Regions from separate parts of the Mus musculus genome. Here all the other regions are linked to region 4. A link is a contact called in public Hi-C and promoter capture Hi-C data. All regions are on one chromosome and are shown on one strand. Each heading gives the region's core, a stretch centred on a gene start, on an enhancer-like site or on the middle of the called end of the contact. The rest is flanking DNA. Distances are from core to core; before and after follow the strand shown.

Evidence for each region. Promoter capture Hi-C pulls out the DNA fragments that hold promoters and counts their contacts. Hi-C and Micro-C count contacts between places; a contact is called where the count stands out from the background.
Region 1: a contact with region 4 is called in a promoter capture Hi-C map of stem cell-derived epiblast-like cells, with 4 times the contacts expected there. The contact joins the promoter of Tbc1d1 here to the promoter of Wdr19 in region 4. A contact is called at or near these places in 9 of 39 promoter capture datasets (the C10 cell line, the SN4741 cell line, embryonic stem cells and 4 more), 1 of 484 Hi-C or Micro-C datasets (CD8 T cells), 1 of 115 datasets of contacts at active chromatin or transcription factors (pancreatic cancer cells) and 3 of 9 other capture datasets (adipose tissue, embryonic stem cells and liver).
Region 2: a Hi-C map of CD4 T cells shows a contact between it and region 4, with 5 times the contacts expected there. The contact joins the promoter of 5830416I19Rik here to the promoter of Wdr19 in region 4. A contact is called at or near these places in 1 of 39 promoter capture datasets (pre-B cells) and 1 of 484 Hi-C or Micro-C datasets (CD4 T cells).
Region 3: a contact with region 4 is called in a promoter capture Hi-C map of pre-B cells, with 4 times the contacts expected there. The contact joins the promoter of Pgm2 here to the promoter of Wdr19 in region 4. A contact is called at or near these places in 5 of 39 promoter capture datasets (the 3T3-L1 cell line, embryonic stem cells, hippocampal neurons and 2 more), 2 of 115 datasets of contacts at active chromatin or transcription factors (both in embryonic stem cells) and 1 of 9 other capture datasets (adipose tissue).

Annotation. Positions count from the first base shown.
Region 1 is chr5:64,158,385-64,161,745 of GRCm38.p6, reverse strand. It overlaps Tbc1d1 (TBC1 domain family, member 1), which reads right to left and starts at 1,486. Exons shown (of 22, transcript NM_001310611.1): 1 at 1,241-1,486.
Region 2 is chr5:64,042,916-64,046,231 of GRCm38.p6, reverse strand. 5830416I19Rik (RIKEN cDNA 5830416I19 gene) reads right to left here and starts at 1,259. Exons shown (of 3, transcript NR_045384.1): 1 at 1,234-1,259; 2 at 1,045-1,083.
Region 3 is chr5:64,091,536-64,094,729 of GRCm38.p6, reverse strand. Pgm2 (phosphoglucomutase 2) reads right to left here and starts at 1,791. Exons shown (of 14, transcript NM_025700.3): 1 at 1,642-1,791. The coding sequence starts at 1,746.
Region 4 is chr5:65,198,138-65,201,674 of GRCm38.p6, reverse strand. It overlaps Wdr19 (WD repeat domain 19), which reads right to left and starts at 1,979. Exons shown (of 37, transcript NM_153391.2): 1 at 1,915-1,979. The coding sequence starts at 1,920.

The sequences.
Region 1 (3,361 bases), core at 237-2,736, 1.0 Mb after region 4:
AGCACCCACCCGTTTATGTACTTTTCATGCCTCTTCCTGGTTCCTTAAGAAAGTCCTCAGGGTTCCCAGGGAGGAACTGACTCTGCAGAAGGGGGGCACCGTGAATGCTGAGAAAAGAGAAAAGAACTCGCTAGCCTCAGCGAGCTCTCAGGCAAGGTAGTGAGACCCTGAAAAGTGATACATTCCTACCTTTGGGTACAGCTGCCCTCTCCTTCTCCCATCCCACCCCTCCCACCTTGAGCAGGCTCCACAAACAATAAAGCCTAAGTGTGGCCATTCTCCAACTCATGGGAATCCCACTTCACATCGAGGGGGTCTTAAAAGGGATCTTTGCCCATGGAGGTGCAACGCAAAAAGTTTAGAAGTTTAGACTTGTAGAGACAGCTGAGCTTCCTGGGTGTGACCCATTTAAATTAGGTCATTCAAAAATTCCCTTCTAACACCTGGCTCTAAATAGAAGAACGGCTTGCAGCCACTAAGAGGACGAAGGAGGGTTGTACGTAGGAGGTGAATGCCTGCCATCATCAGTACCAGGGCGCTGAAGATGTTTGCTGAGAGAAACACTCATCACTTTCAATTTCTTTTCCTTTTTAAGCAACTTCCGGAGAACAAGGCATTTAAAATAAAATCACAACCAGGAACGCCACACCTAGGTGGGGTTCAAACAGAACGACACATCTTTTAGAAAAGAAGAGAACAGCAACCTGTGAAGTTAGAGTGAGCCTCTTACTCACGTAGCAACCCGGAAGCTGCTAGGAAACAATCAAGCCGGGTTTCAAAATGACCAGCACAGGATGTGCCCATAGAAAGAAATGTTGCGTGCACCGAGAAGCTGCCAAAGTTACCGCTGCAAAGTACCCTGAACTTTCAAAAGGCGGCCTGGGGTCACTCTGACCGGCCTCGTCCGAGCTGGATGCCTTACAAACACTTGTGCCCCGGTGATATTTGGCGGGAGGGAGTGGGGCGGGATATGCAAGGAGGAGGAGCAGGGGACCTGAGCACCTTCGTCGCAGCGCAGAAAGCATCAAGGTTTCTCCCCCCCCCCCCCACCCCCAAGCAGAGGACAACAAGGTAGCTCTGAAATCCCGCCTCTTCCCCCTCCCCCACCAGAGCACCCCAAGAGACCCGGCAGCAACGCCCTTGGGTGGCGGGACCGCGCCTTCTCTGCAGCAAGGGAGCTCAGGGGCATGCTGGAAGTGGAGGGTTGCCCCGCACCCTAAGGACCCAAGGTGGAACCTACCAGTGAGGTGGCACGCTCAGAACTCCGGGCTGAGCTAGGGCGCGCAGGTGCTCCCGGGCACCCAGAAGATGGCCTGGGCGGGCGGGGCGTCCATGGTCCTCAGCTGGCTGTGCTCTTGCCGCCCCACGCTGCTGGGGTGGGGGTCCACTCCACAGTCTCTGCTTCTCTTGCGGGTTGAAGAGACGGTCGGTCCGAGGTGGCTTGCAGCAACAGGCACCGCGGTGTGGCCGGCGGCGGCGACAGCAGCTGAGGAGGAGGAGGAGGTGTCTGCGCGCGGCTCGCTCGCGTTTCCTCCTCCCGGGCTGGGCGAGCGCTGGGGAAAGCAGAGGCGGGGGAGGGGGACAGCAGCCGGAATCTCCCTAGTGAGTCCCCCGGGAGCCAAGAACAGGAGTAGATGCCCTCCCTTCCCCTCCGCACCAAGCGACTCTGGCTAGGCGACTCGGCCCAGACTGGCGAGTCACAGGCGAGCAACAGCTGCTGCAGTGCGGGTCCTCCGCGGCCTCCCTCCCCTCGCTCCCCAGCGGTCCATCCTCAGCCCGCCCAGGGGCCACCAGGCGCCACCCCACGAGAGCTCGGGGAAGGTGCAAGCATCGCCACCCCATCCAGCCTCAGCGCGAAGTCCTGGCCCGGAATATTCCCTGCGTGCTCACAAGTGATTATGGCCCTCCCGGCGGGATGTGTGGTCACACACCGGGCTCTTGACCGCTTATTTATAGCAGGTAGCCCTGCCCGAGGCTGTTTTGGCGTGCGAGGTTCTCAGCAGGTGGCAGCGGAGCCCGCGCTCCCTGAGGGATCCTGCTTCTCTGCACGCACCCTCCGAAACGGACCCGGAGATCACTGCGCAGCGTACCCGCAGGCCACCCAGCCACCAGCCCTTCCCCCGCCTCATCCTTCTTGCATTGGGGTCGAATGGCAGGATGGGGGCTGGTGGGGGGAACCAGGAACCGAAGCAGGATGGGACGCTGGCACTCCAGGCAGCAAAATCGGGGACTCAGAGAAACACCCGGGATGAAGTGCCCTCCGCGGATTAGCCTCTACTAAACCCATCTCTGGCCAGGTGCGGGGAGTGACGCAGAGCCCGGACCGCGCGCTTTTTCCCTCTCTGCGTGCGGAGCACACACACGCACGCACTGCGCGTCTGTGTGCACGCCAGAGAGCCACAGAAACCTCTCAAAGCACCATTCCCGCAAGTTAAAGAGGCAGACTCACTCCAAAGAGCAGAAGGGATCCAAGAAAAGTGAGCGGTGCACGTGGCTTGGATTGTATCTAGAGCCCTCCGTAGCTGCCATGTGGGGTTAGTTCATTCTTTATTACACCATAGTTTGTCTTCCTAGTTTCAGATCGAGAGAGAGAGAGAGAGAGAGAGAGAGAGAGAGAGAGAGAGAGAGAGAGAGAGAGAGAGAGAGAATGAATGAGAATAGATATAGCCAGGAATAGTCTAAGGAAAAGAGTGTTGATTGGTTCGTGGAAAATGCTCCGCAGGAAAAGATCAGGTTATCCAGCTAAACTCTATCGTCTTCAGCATCATACTATCACTGTTTCATGCTTTTATCTTCAACCCCATTGTTAAGTTGTCCTTCCCGCTCTGTGGCCTACAGACCATGGCTACTTCCAGAAGGTCACCACGTCAAGACAAGCGACATGCCAGCCATTGAAGGAGCATCCCAGCCACATTTGGACCTATTGCTTAACTACCCTGCCTGGCAGTCTCCACCATAGAAGGGACAGAGAATTTCTGGAGCATGCTTACAGAATAGGGCCAGAGCCACCTCATCTACCATTTCCTTCCCTTATCTTGTCCTCACCCTGCCACCTCCTCCCTGCAAAACGTTTGATTCTGGAGTGCAGGAAGGCTTAGCAGTCAAGTAGAGACCAGATGGTAAAGGAAGGCAGTGCCTGGGTAGAGTAGCCTAGTAGTCCAGGCTCCAGCTGGTGCTGGGAGGAGGGGGAGCAGTTCATTCCCCCATAAGCTCGCACAAATTCCAGCTCAGAGATGTATACCTTAGAGGCAAGAAACCATGCTAACCCTGACCTGGCCTGGGGAAGTGTTGTGCCCATGTACCAGGCACCAGGCAGCTATCTCTACATCACCTTTCTAGTTCCCAGACACACAATAAAGAA
Region 2 (3,316 bases), core at 10-2,509, 1.2 Mb after region 4:
ACTACCTCTCTCGTGATAACAGGTTCAGCTAGGAACTAAGGATAAGAGCATCCTTACGAGATAAATGTATTCCATCTGGTTCCAAGGCACAACGAAACCCAGAGAATTCACAGAACTGACCAACATCACGTAGTTGGAAAGGACAGAACTGTGTCTAGACTTCTGTGTCTGTGACTGCTTATGACATAGAACCACAGAGTACATTTTTACTGCCAGTGGATTAACATTCAAATTTCTTGCTACTTATTTTCAAAAGTAGAGCAGTCATAACGTTTGTTTGTTTTTCTTGGAAAATAACCACAGGAAAACCCAACAGTGACAGAGCTTTTTAACTTTGAGTGTGGCCCTTGCTTTTTGTTTCGTATGCCTGAAAGAGTCCCCTGGAGAGCCACCCAAGCCCTGCTGCATGTGACATGGCTCAGAGCCAGGCAGCAATCCTGCTCTTCCCACCCGGAGCCCTTGGCCGGTGGCCAGCCTGCAGCTCCGTACTCATACCCACTGTATTGTCTGCCGGGCTGGTCATGTGAAGGGATGACTGATTTAAGGACATGAACGCCATGATTCATAGGAGGGGGGGAGAGGGAGAGAGAGAGAGAGAGAGAGAGAGAACATTAGCTCACACACCAGTAGCCACTCTCAGCACTGACCCGTGTTAAGAAGAAGTGGTGCCGGTCAGACAATAGGAGAAGACCTACATCCTCTCTTTGAACTGACTGTGGCTCTGAGATTACAGGGCTTGGCCAGGAGAAGGATTTTGAGGCAATAAAGCAAAGAGCCTCTGGATAAGTCATATGCCAGGGCACAAAACATAAGTGGCTCTTTGACCTCAGTCAGCCTCCGATAGTCTCTTACAGTGGCTAAGAACTTTAGGTAGGTTTGAGTCATACAGCTACCACCACACATATTGTTGTAGCCAACGACTACATCTACTTCAAAGGATTCAGTGCTTTAACACAGGTACAAATCAGCACGGGACCCAATCATGGTAACTTCTACACCAGTGTGAGTTAGCAGGATTCTTAGGAGAGATGCAGATACAGTTACCTGGAAACGGAGTCGCCATTTCTCCATCTTCTTTCAACCCTGAGGATAGAAAGCGTTCCTACATTATCCTATACTGCCTCTGCCATTCTAGAAATAACCCTGCACCCCCACTCACCTCCCTCCCCGAACAGCGAGCTCATCCAACACGAAGCTGGCGAAGCTGGCGCGCACACCGGCTCTGACACATACCTCCCGGCAGAATAATGGGTGGCACTGAGAGTGCTTGTTCAGACCAAAGCAGAGCGGGTGAAACAAGGAAGTCGCAAAGTGTTGTGGTTTAAAACGGATAGACAGATAGACGTTTACAGTTTAGGATTACCGCCAGCGAGTACAGGGCCACGGGAGGAGACTCTCAGCCTTCAGACTATTTCTCTAACAAGGTGCTTGTCCATCCATCCCCCCCACACTTCCCCAACCTTCCCCAGCCTACCCTCCCCCGCCCCAGATAAAAGTGTCATGTGCCAAGACATGATCTCTTTAGATAACATTTTATTTATTCTTTTTATTACATTTCTTTGTTTTGTGTTCGGATGTGGGAGTGGCATATGAAAACCATCATGGGGGCTGGGATAGCAGAGACCACTCTGGAAAACGGTGTAGACCAAACTGAGACAGATGGGGAATCCCACAATCCCCTCTCAACGTCCAGCTTCCAAAGAAGGCCTGACTTCTTCAAGGTACACAGAACCTTTTAAAACTACCATCCAGTAACTGAGCCTTCACACATGCAGGTCGTTCATACTTTCAACCCAAGCCTTTCAGCCACTTTCTCTCTTCATTCTAACAAAAATAAGTAAGTAAATAATAAATAAATTCAAGAAATCAGCCCCCCACCAAGTTTTTCTTGATCAAAATGCCTCAAAAAGAGGAGGCTGTCTCTAACCCAGAAGTGTAATTTGACGCCTGTCTGCAGCAGTCTTCTGTGCTGATTAGCATGGACATAAATATTCATGTGCTGATTCATGAGGAGGAGGTGGCAACGAAGAAAGCATCAATAATTGTTGATTGTTATTAGCCATAAGTGGGGCTAGCAGAATGAGCTTATTATCCCCCAAGAAATGACATTAATGTTGGTTTCACACACACACAAACACATACACACACACACAGAGACTGCAACATGCATAGGAGACAAAGCCTAGATTGCACACATATAACGAGTCTTTCTTTTGCCATCTGTTCTTGAATTTTTTATTTAAAAATCTCTGACACATGAGTATTTGTGATGGAGGAAGTTGGCAACCACTTTGCACTCATTCTCCAAGGGGCCTGGAGGCCAGAGCATCCCACCAGCAGCTGCATGGTGCAGAGGTGGGCTGCCACTGGCACTTCTGTCTCCACACAATGGGAAACATTGTCCCTCTGTTCAGGTTGGAGATGTCTTTGGAGACCTATTATCCCGGGAACAAATAGAATGATACAATATATCCGTTGTGTTTGACAAATAAGGGAATAGGTACCACTGAGAGTCTAAACTGTCCTTAGTGTATTTGTTAGGATAAAGGGCAAGCTGCTATAATGCAGACTGTTTTTAAAAGTTCAGTGGCTTCAGAGAGATACCTTTGCTCTTTTCAAACAAGCCAGGCCTTCCATGTTGGCAGGATGGCTCTAATGCACGTGCTTCCTCTGGGATCTGGTTTCCCCTCCCTCCTGGAGTTGGTGTGTTAGCGATGTATGTGGTTGACAGAAGTATTTAATGGTGGCCTAGTATGTCTGAAGTGCTTGGACAGCATCCTCGATCTTCTCTGACAAACTATAACCTTGTCAAACTTAAGAAACATATAGAGCAGACACATTAAAGGAAATGGGCAGACTCATGTGACCATGGTGACAGACAGTTGTTTTCTATTGCCACCGACACCCAGACAATGTGTTAGGAATTGCAGCTAGCAAGGCTTCTTTGTCCAAAAGAAGAGGAGATTGGAATCTCTTGAGATTGTGTGTCAGTCTATGAAACCGAGTCTGATGGTTTTAGAAAACACATACGAGCCAAGTGTTCAGAGACATGGGCAAGTGGGCATCTCGTGCAAAGGGCGTTGTGCCTTGTTATTGAACTCTTGCTAAGAGACATTCAATGACAAACTTCATATAAACATTTTTAGGATATTTCTTAAGTTTGGCAAGGTTATGGTTTGTCAGAGAAGAGCGAGGATGTTGTCCAAGCACTTCAGACACACTAGGCCACCGTCTGTGAGGAATGTGGCATCCTTTAAATACTTTGATGAGGGCTGGAGAGATGGCTCAGTGGTTAAGAGCACTGACTGCTCTTCCG
Region 3 (3,194 bases), core at 542-3,041, 1.1 Mb after region 4:
GAGCCCATCTGTGAAGTACCTTCTGAAGACCAATAGATCCCAGGCTCTGATGGGATCAAAGGGTCCCTCCTTTGATGGATCCATAATATGCCGGGATTATGAGGAGGTGACAAATGGTGGGAACTGGGAGCAAGTTGGAGAATCGAGGATACTGGGACTTGTCACAGGATGGTATATTTCCTCAATGGCCTCTTCCTGTATTCCCCCTTTCTCTGCTCCTTAGCCAACAGCTCTGCTACTCCTTTCTACCATGAAGGATAAGAGCATCTCAGAGTGTGAGCAGAGCAGTTCTTTCCCGCCCCTTCAGTCTCTGTCAGACACTTAGTCAAGTGGTACAAGAGCCCAATAACACACACAAGACTTCTTAGCTGAGGTGTTAGGACAGCTACACAATGCAAGTTATTAAGTGATCAGAAATGGAAACAGTTTCCTCCCCTTAAACATCCTGGAATGCTTTATGTTTCCAGGAAAAAAAAAATCCACAACAAAGCAAAACAAAACCTCCCATGAGGCGCTAGCACTGCCATCCTGTTTCCAGGATGGCCTGACTATTCATTTTCTAGGTGTGAGCGAGCAAAGGCCTCTGCTGAGCCTTCCAGCCTCTATCCAGTCACCAAATGTTTCAGGGACCAACTATAGACATGCAGTACGGCACTACGGTACTACGGTACTATAGACCACGGAAAGCAGCAGAGACACACAGCACCAGCTACATAATTTTCAGGGGGGGCCAGTGCACAATTAGAACGAAAGACTCCGTGTTTAACAATAGAGAATCTCAAAGTAGTGCTTTAAAATACGGCTTGGGCCCTTCCCTGAGTACAGGTTCAGTGGATCTGCGTGGGTCTCACCTCCTGAAGTCAGCCCTGGATACCGACAAATTTTAAACAAACAAGCCTGTAAGGGATTGTCTTTCAATTCCAGGAAGAGCAGGGAACCAAAGGCCTGGGCTGTCTAGAGAGAGAGTTTGAGTTGCACTTGGGAGACAGGAAAGATCCGCTAAGTTCACACAGGAAAAACGACAAGAGAAATAAAGTCAGCAGAACACCGGCAAGAGGAACATTGCGGGAAAGCAACAGGACACGCGAAAGCACAGGTCAGAGAGAACTTGTAGAGGGCAAAGGAAGTGATGTCCGGAGCTGGCCGACTGACTAAGACATTACAGGGGAAAGGCGCAGCTGGGGCCAAAGCGTTCCCTGTCACCTTCCCAGTGGAGTGTATGTTCTCTGGAAAACTCCCTGTCAGCCTGGCCCATCAGGGACCCGGTAGTATCCATGAAATCAGAAAAGGTGGTCTGGACTGTGGAGAAGTCCAGGTCCCGGGAAAGGCGGGACAGAGCGGATTCTGAATGGATGAAGATGCTCAGCCCATCACAGAACCTCAAAAACCTTCTCGTGCGTGGACTACCCCGGGTCCCAGGCCCGCTACATTCACTCTCCACCCCACTCCCCGCCCCCCAGCTCGCTCCTCTACCGGGTCTAGCAGCCGGGCGAGCCACACAGCTGTCTCCAGTCCCGCAACAGCTTATGCCGAGCAGGCACCGTGTGGCGAGGCAGGGAAGGAAAGAAGGAAGCTGGGCCCGGCTCCCTGCCGGACAAGCCACGGCGCCCGAGAACCGAAGAGCCGGAGATCGGCCCTTACCTGGTCCCAACGCAGCCACTGCGCGGTCTCCTGGTCCAGTCGCGCGTCCATACCCAAGCCACTGCCTTCCGGAGCCGGTGTCTCTGTCGGTGTCGCCGCCGCCATCCCGCAGCAGTCACAACCGGGCGGAGGAGGCCGGGTCACCCTTCTGGAGGGGCGGGGAGAGGGCGGGGAAAGAGGCGTAGTCAGAGAGCCGGAGGGAAGAGGACGTGCAGCAGCCCCGCCCGGTTCCAGACTCGCCATTAGTGGGTGTGCTTCCCGGAGGGCCAGGCAATTGGGGAGTGCTTTGTTGTTAGGAGAGCTGGAGGCTCGCCTTACTCTAGTCTCCTAGGCCCTACATACCCAGGGTCCTCCAGCAAACATCAAGTATGCATTTGGTGCCCATCACACCTGAGATGCTAGTCTGACTGCGCTGGGAAGCAGAGCACATTGGCGCAGGCCAGTAGCCACATGGCAGAGGCAGGCAGGTCTCTGTGAGTTAGAGGCCAATCTGATCTACATAGTGAACTCTAGACTAACTAGGGGTACATAGGGAGATCCTATCTCAAAATGTAAATTAAATTAGAGAATAGCAGAGGGGGAAACAAATCTTGAAAAAGAAGAGCCAAGTGGGAAATAAATCAAATAGACCAACGAGCCAGAAATGAGATAACACTTGCAAAGACAGTTTATGTCAGAAGAGCAACCGGAAGGACGAGTTGTAATTTCAAGGCACCGGGTCAACTGGATTTTCACACTAGAAAATGTAAAAAGAATGTCGACTCATCCGCCTGAGGTCGCCACACACAAACGAGAATTCCAGGTCAGCTGGGTGATGTATGTGCACACCTGGCTGGGCACGGGGAAGCACAAGCAAGAATGGTTCTGAGCCGCACATGATGCCTTCCTCGCTCCTGCAGTCCCGACTGTTGGGACTGTTGTGAGTTCAGGGCCTGGCCTACAAAGTGAGTTCCAGTTCACCGTGGGTTCCAGTGTGAGATCTCGTCTCAACAAGCAAACAAACAAACAAACAACCCTAAAACGAAAGAAAAAACAATTAAACAAAAAAAATCCAAAGCAGTTAAGAGCACGGGTTGTTCTTCCAGAGCACCTAAGTTTGATTATCAGCACTAGCATGGCTGCTCAGGATGGTCTGAAACTCCAGTTCCAGGGGATCCTGCATCCTTTTCAGACCTCCATTGTCATATATATCCATGGTGCATAGACATGTATGCAGGCAAAATACAAACATACACACACACACACACACATACACACACACAACTTTTTAAAAGGTTTCTAGCAGATTTAGTCGCAAAAAGCTCCAACCATACACATCCAGATTGCCAACAATAGAATGGATAAATATGTAGTGGTATATTCATTCTAAATCATATACATAAATGATGATCGATAAGCCATGAGTTACACAGCCCAGTGAGAATGAAGAACTGTATACAACTTCATGGATGTAGCTCACAACCATCCCATAGAGTGAAAGAATTCAGACCTCTGACAGACATTGGGTCTGACAGACACTGACTAAGAAAAGCACAAAGAAAGAAAACAAATCA
Region 4 (3,537 bases), core at 730-3,229:
CCTTTGTCATCTGGGTTCTGGTATTAAAGTGTATGCTTTTTAAATGTCTTCAATTATTAACTTTATAAAAACATGCCACAGTGCTTTATGCATGCCGAAAGAATTTAAACATGAATTTATTAAATGTGACACAGATTTGGGGGACTACGTTGAACAAAATTACTATTTAAAAAGCTTGGATAGACCTAAGATGCTTACAGTCCCTTTAAAATTATCTTCATTTACTCACTACTTAAACCTACTTCTTTGTCACATATTTACATTGCATATTTGCTGGGCAATATGTCACTTGGGAAAACTTTACATTGATTCAACCTACTGAGGTCCTCATATCTGCATTAGTTGTAACTCTATATGTCAGATTTCAAAGACTATTAGAAACACAAATGATAGCATGGATAATTTGTTTGTTTTCAGATAAGGTCTCTTTATATAGCCCTGGCTGCCCTGAAACTCACTATATAGATAGGACTAAGCTCAAACTCACAGAGATCCACCTGCCTCTAGCCCCAGAGTGCTGGGATTAAAGGCGTGGGCTGATTCATTGCTACCAATGAATGCTGGCTTTATTGGTATTTTTTCTGTTAGATGCTGATACAAATTTTGGAGATACTCGGCAAAACAAACTGTATTATCACAATGTTATTTGTTTTTTTTAAACAATTTTATTGTTGTTATAAGTTAAAAATTTGAAATTTCATTGACTTATATTATTCTTATATCAGACTGCTACATTCTAGAATACTCAGGAACATGACCCTAGATGAAAAATATTAGTTTTAAATACTGTAGATTAATCAAGCACACCCTTATCTAGGTAGATGCAGCTTAGATACTGTAGCTGAAGACTTGAATCTGAGTGACAACACAACTCCTCCAATGCTATCTGAATAAATGCCCATCTCCCGAAAGCCTGTGTCCTGGAATCGCAACTTAAGATAGAGGTGCGCTATGATGCCAAGCACACACAGGTTTTTTCCAGCACGTACACTCACTCAACGTATTCTAGACCATCTTACTTCTGCGAGTTTGGGAATACATCGTCCTTAAACCTGATTCTATTCCTTTCATGGCAGATCTGTCTTGGGCTGTAATCTTACAGGTTAGTTTTCTTCCACAGAGTTATATCGGTTCTAGGTACAACTCAGATAAAAGTTACAGCTTTCCTAGAACAGCAAAAAGGTTTGCTTGTTGCAGGTCACGGTTAACTTAACTGTAAAGAGAATAGTATTTACTCCTTTCCGACACACCAGAAAGTGAATCATGCAAAGTTATCTGCCAATTCCAATGGACACACAAGAGCTACAGTGAAGCTTTAGGAAAGCTGAAACCATTTTAAACTCGGTGTTTCCATTTCTTTGTCAGAGCAGTGCGGGGGTAAGTACCTCTGAGGTAAATCACAGGAGTGCAGCGGCTGCCCCTGTGGAATTCACAACAAACCCAATCAGAAAACCTGCGTGCAGTGGAGGACGCACACAGGTGTGCAGATTTCTCCATCATGTGTTCTAGCGACCAGGGCTCTGCATACCGGACAGGTCACAGGCCAAGTAATTCTTGATGACTGTTTTAGAGACTTTTGATTCTCCCTAGGGCTCTGGGCCAGTGGCTTGGTTTGCCCAGGATTAAGCTACAAGAAATCGGTAGCGATACCGGTAGTTCGGGCGTACTCAGATCAGGCTTCTACCAGATTCCAGAGGGCACAGGCCTCCCTCAGCCCGCTCTCCAGAGCTTCCTTTCCCTGCATCCTTACAAGCCCATCATCCCCTCCCGCCCGCTCCCGGAGCTCATTCCTCTATCCTCAGCACTTCCGCGGAGGGACAGGGACACAAACTCCTCAGAGTCGCGCTCCGAGAGTTTAGGAAATACAGAGGCTGCCACATCTTCTCAATCCGCTGGCACTTGTAAGTTATTTACCTTCATTTCAAAGGCTCCAGCGACACCCCCGTTCTTGTAAGTGCGCAGGCGCAACAGAACACCCCCGCCCCGCTACCGCGTTCTCGTCACCCAGGAGACCGTGCAAACAGCGACCAATCAGCGAGCGTGGGGCGGAGCTGCCCCCGGAGCCCTCCTTTGAGAGAGATGGGCAGGGTGGGTAGAGTCACGTGATGGAGGTGGAGCTAAGCTCCGGGAAGTTGAATGCTACGAGGGCTGGTCAACTTCCTGCCTGAGCTCTGATTGGGTGAGGCTGCGAGGCAGGCGGGCCCTATGGACAGAAAGGGTCTTGAGCTATGTGAGCAGAAACCACTGGCCTAGGAGCGGTTGTAAAGGAATTCCGGGGGGAAAAAAGCTGGACCCAGAGGTTGGCAAGTAGGAGGCAGGAATTGGCTCATGAGCCAGACGGCTTCTACAAGATCCACTTGTAAAAAAGGCTTGGAGAAACTAATGTATCATTCCTCATTTTTTTTTCTTGCAGGGTTTTTATTTTTGATTTTGCCCTAACGGAGGTGAGGTATGAGGAGTCGTTTTCTTTCAGGACCATTAAGACAATTTTAGCTAGTGTGATCGGGGAGGAATAGTTGAAAAAAATAAAGAAAAGAACTCGCCTGTAGTATTTGAGCCTGGTAAACAAGAAGTTTAGCGGAAGCTAAGCATTAAAAGTTGGCTGGAGGGAGGGAGTGGGATTCTGCACAGTAGCTAAGGTTGGCTAGCTGGGCATCATCACCTCGGGTTCCTAGAATAGAGTTGGGTAATTTTTCACAGCGACTCTCGTCCATGAGATAAAATTGTAGTCAAACCTAAAATGGCCTCAGCAAGAATACAAGATGGAGAAACTTCTGCATTGTCTTGCTCTGTCACAATAGTAACAGGCTAATCAAAAACAAACAAAAAAAAAACAAAAAACCTACATGGTTGCATCAGTAGCTATAATAACAAAGCATTTGACAAAACTGAACATAAAACAAACCCTCAAAATTCTCAAAAAACAAAACCCAACAAGAAAAAGCAAGACAACAAAACCCTGTACCATAGAAATTGTAAACAGTATCTCCAAATAGCCTAAGGCTGATGTACTTAATGCTAAGAATCTTGAAAGTAGTCCCATTAGGAACAAGGCAGGGATGTCCCCTCTTGTGACTCTTTCTCAATTCTGGTGGAAGTCCTAGTTAATGCAATAAGGAGAGAAAAAGAAGCATACTGATTGAGGAAGGAGGTGGGAAAACTGCAGATGACATGACTGAGAGTGTACAGAATCAGTAGAAGAGAGGGAGGGATGTGGGGTAGAGGTAGAGCTAATTATACCAAGCCTCCAGGATACAATCTTAATACACAAAGAGTAGTCACACCCCTCCATATCAGTAATAAGCAGATTTGAAATAAAAGAGCAGTGCCATTTTCATGAGTACCTCTCAAAATGGAATGCAGCTACAAGTCTAGCAACGTATATACATAATGGGTGTGAACAACAGTACAGAACCGAAGATAGATATTAAAAGAGTTCAGAGGGCTGTGAGGTGGCTCAGTGGGGGAGGGTCCTCTTTGCCCAGCTTGACGACTTAATCCCCAGGAAACAGCACAATGCCAGCATAATGTGGAAGG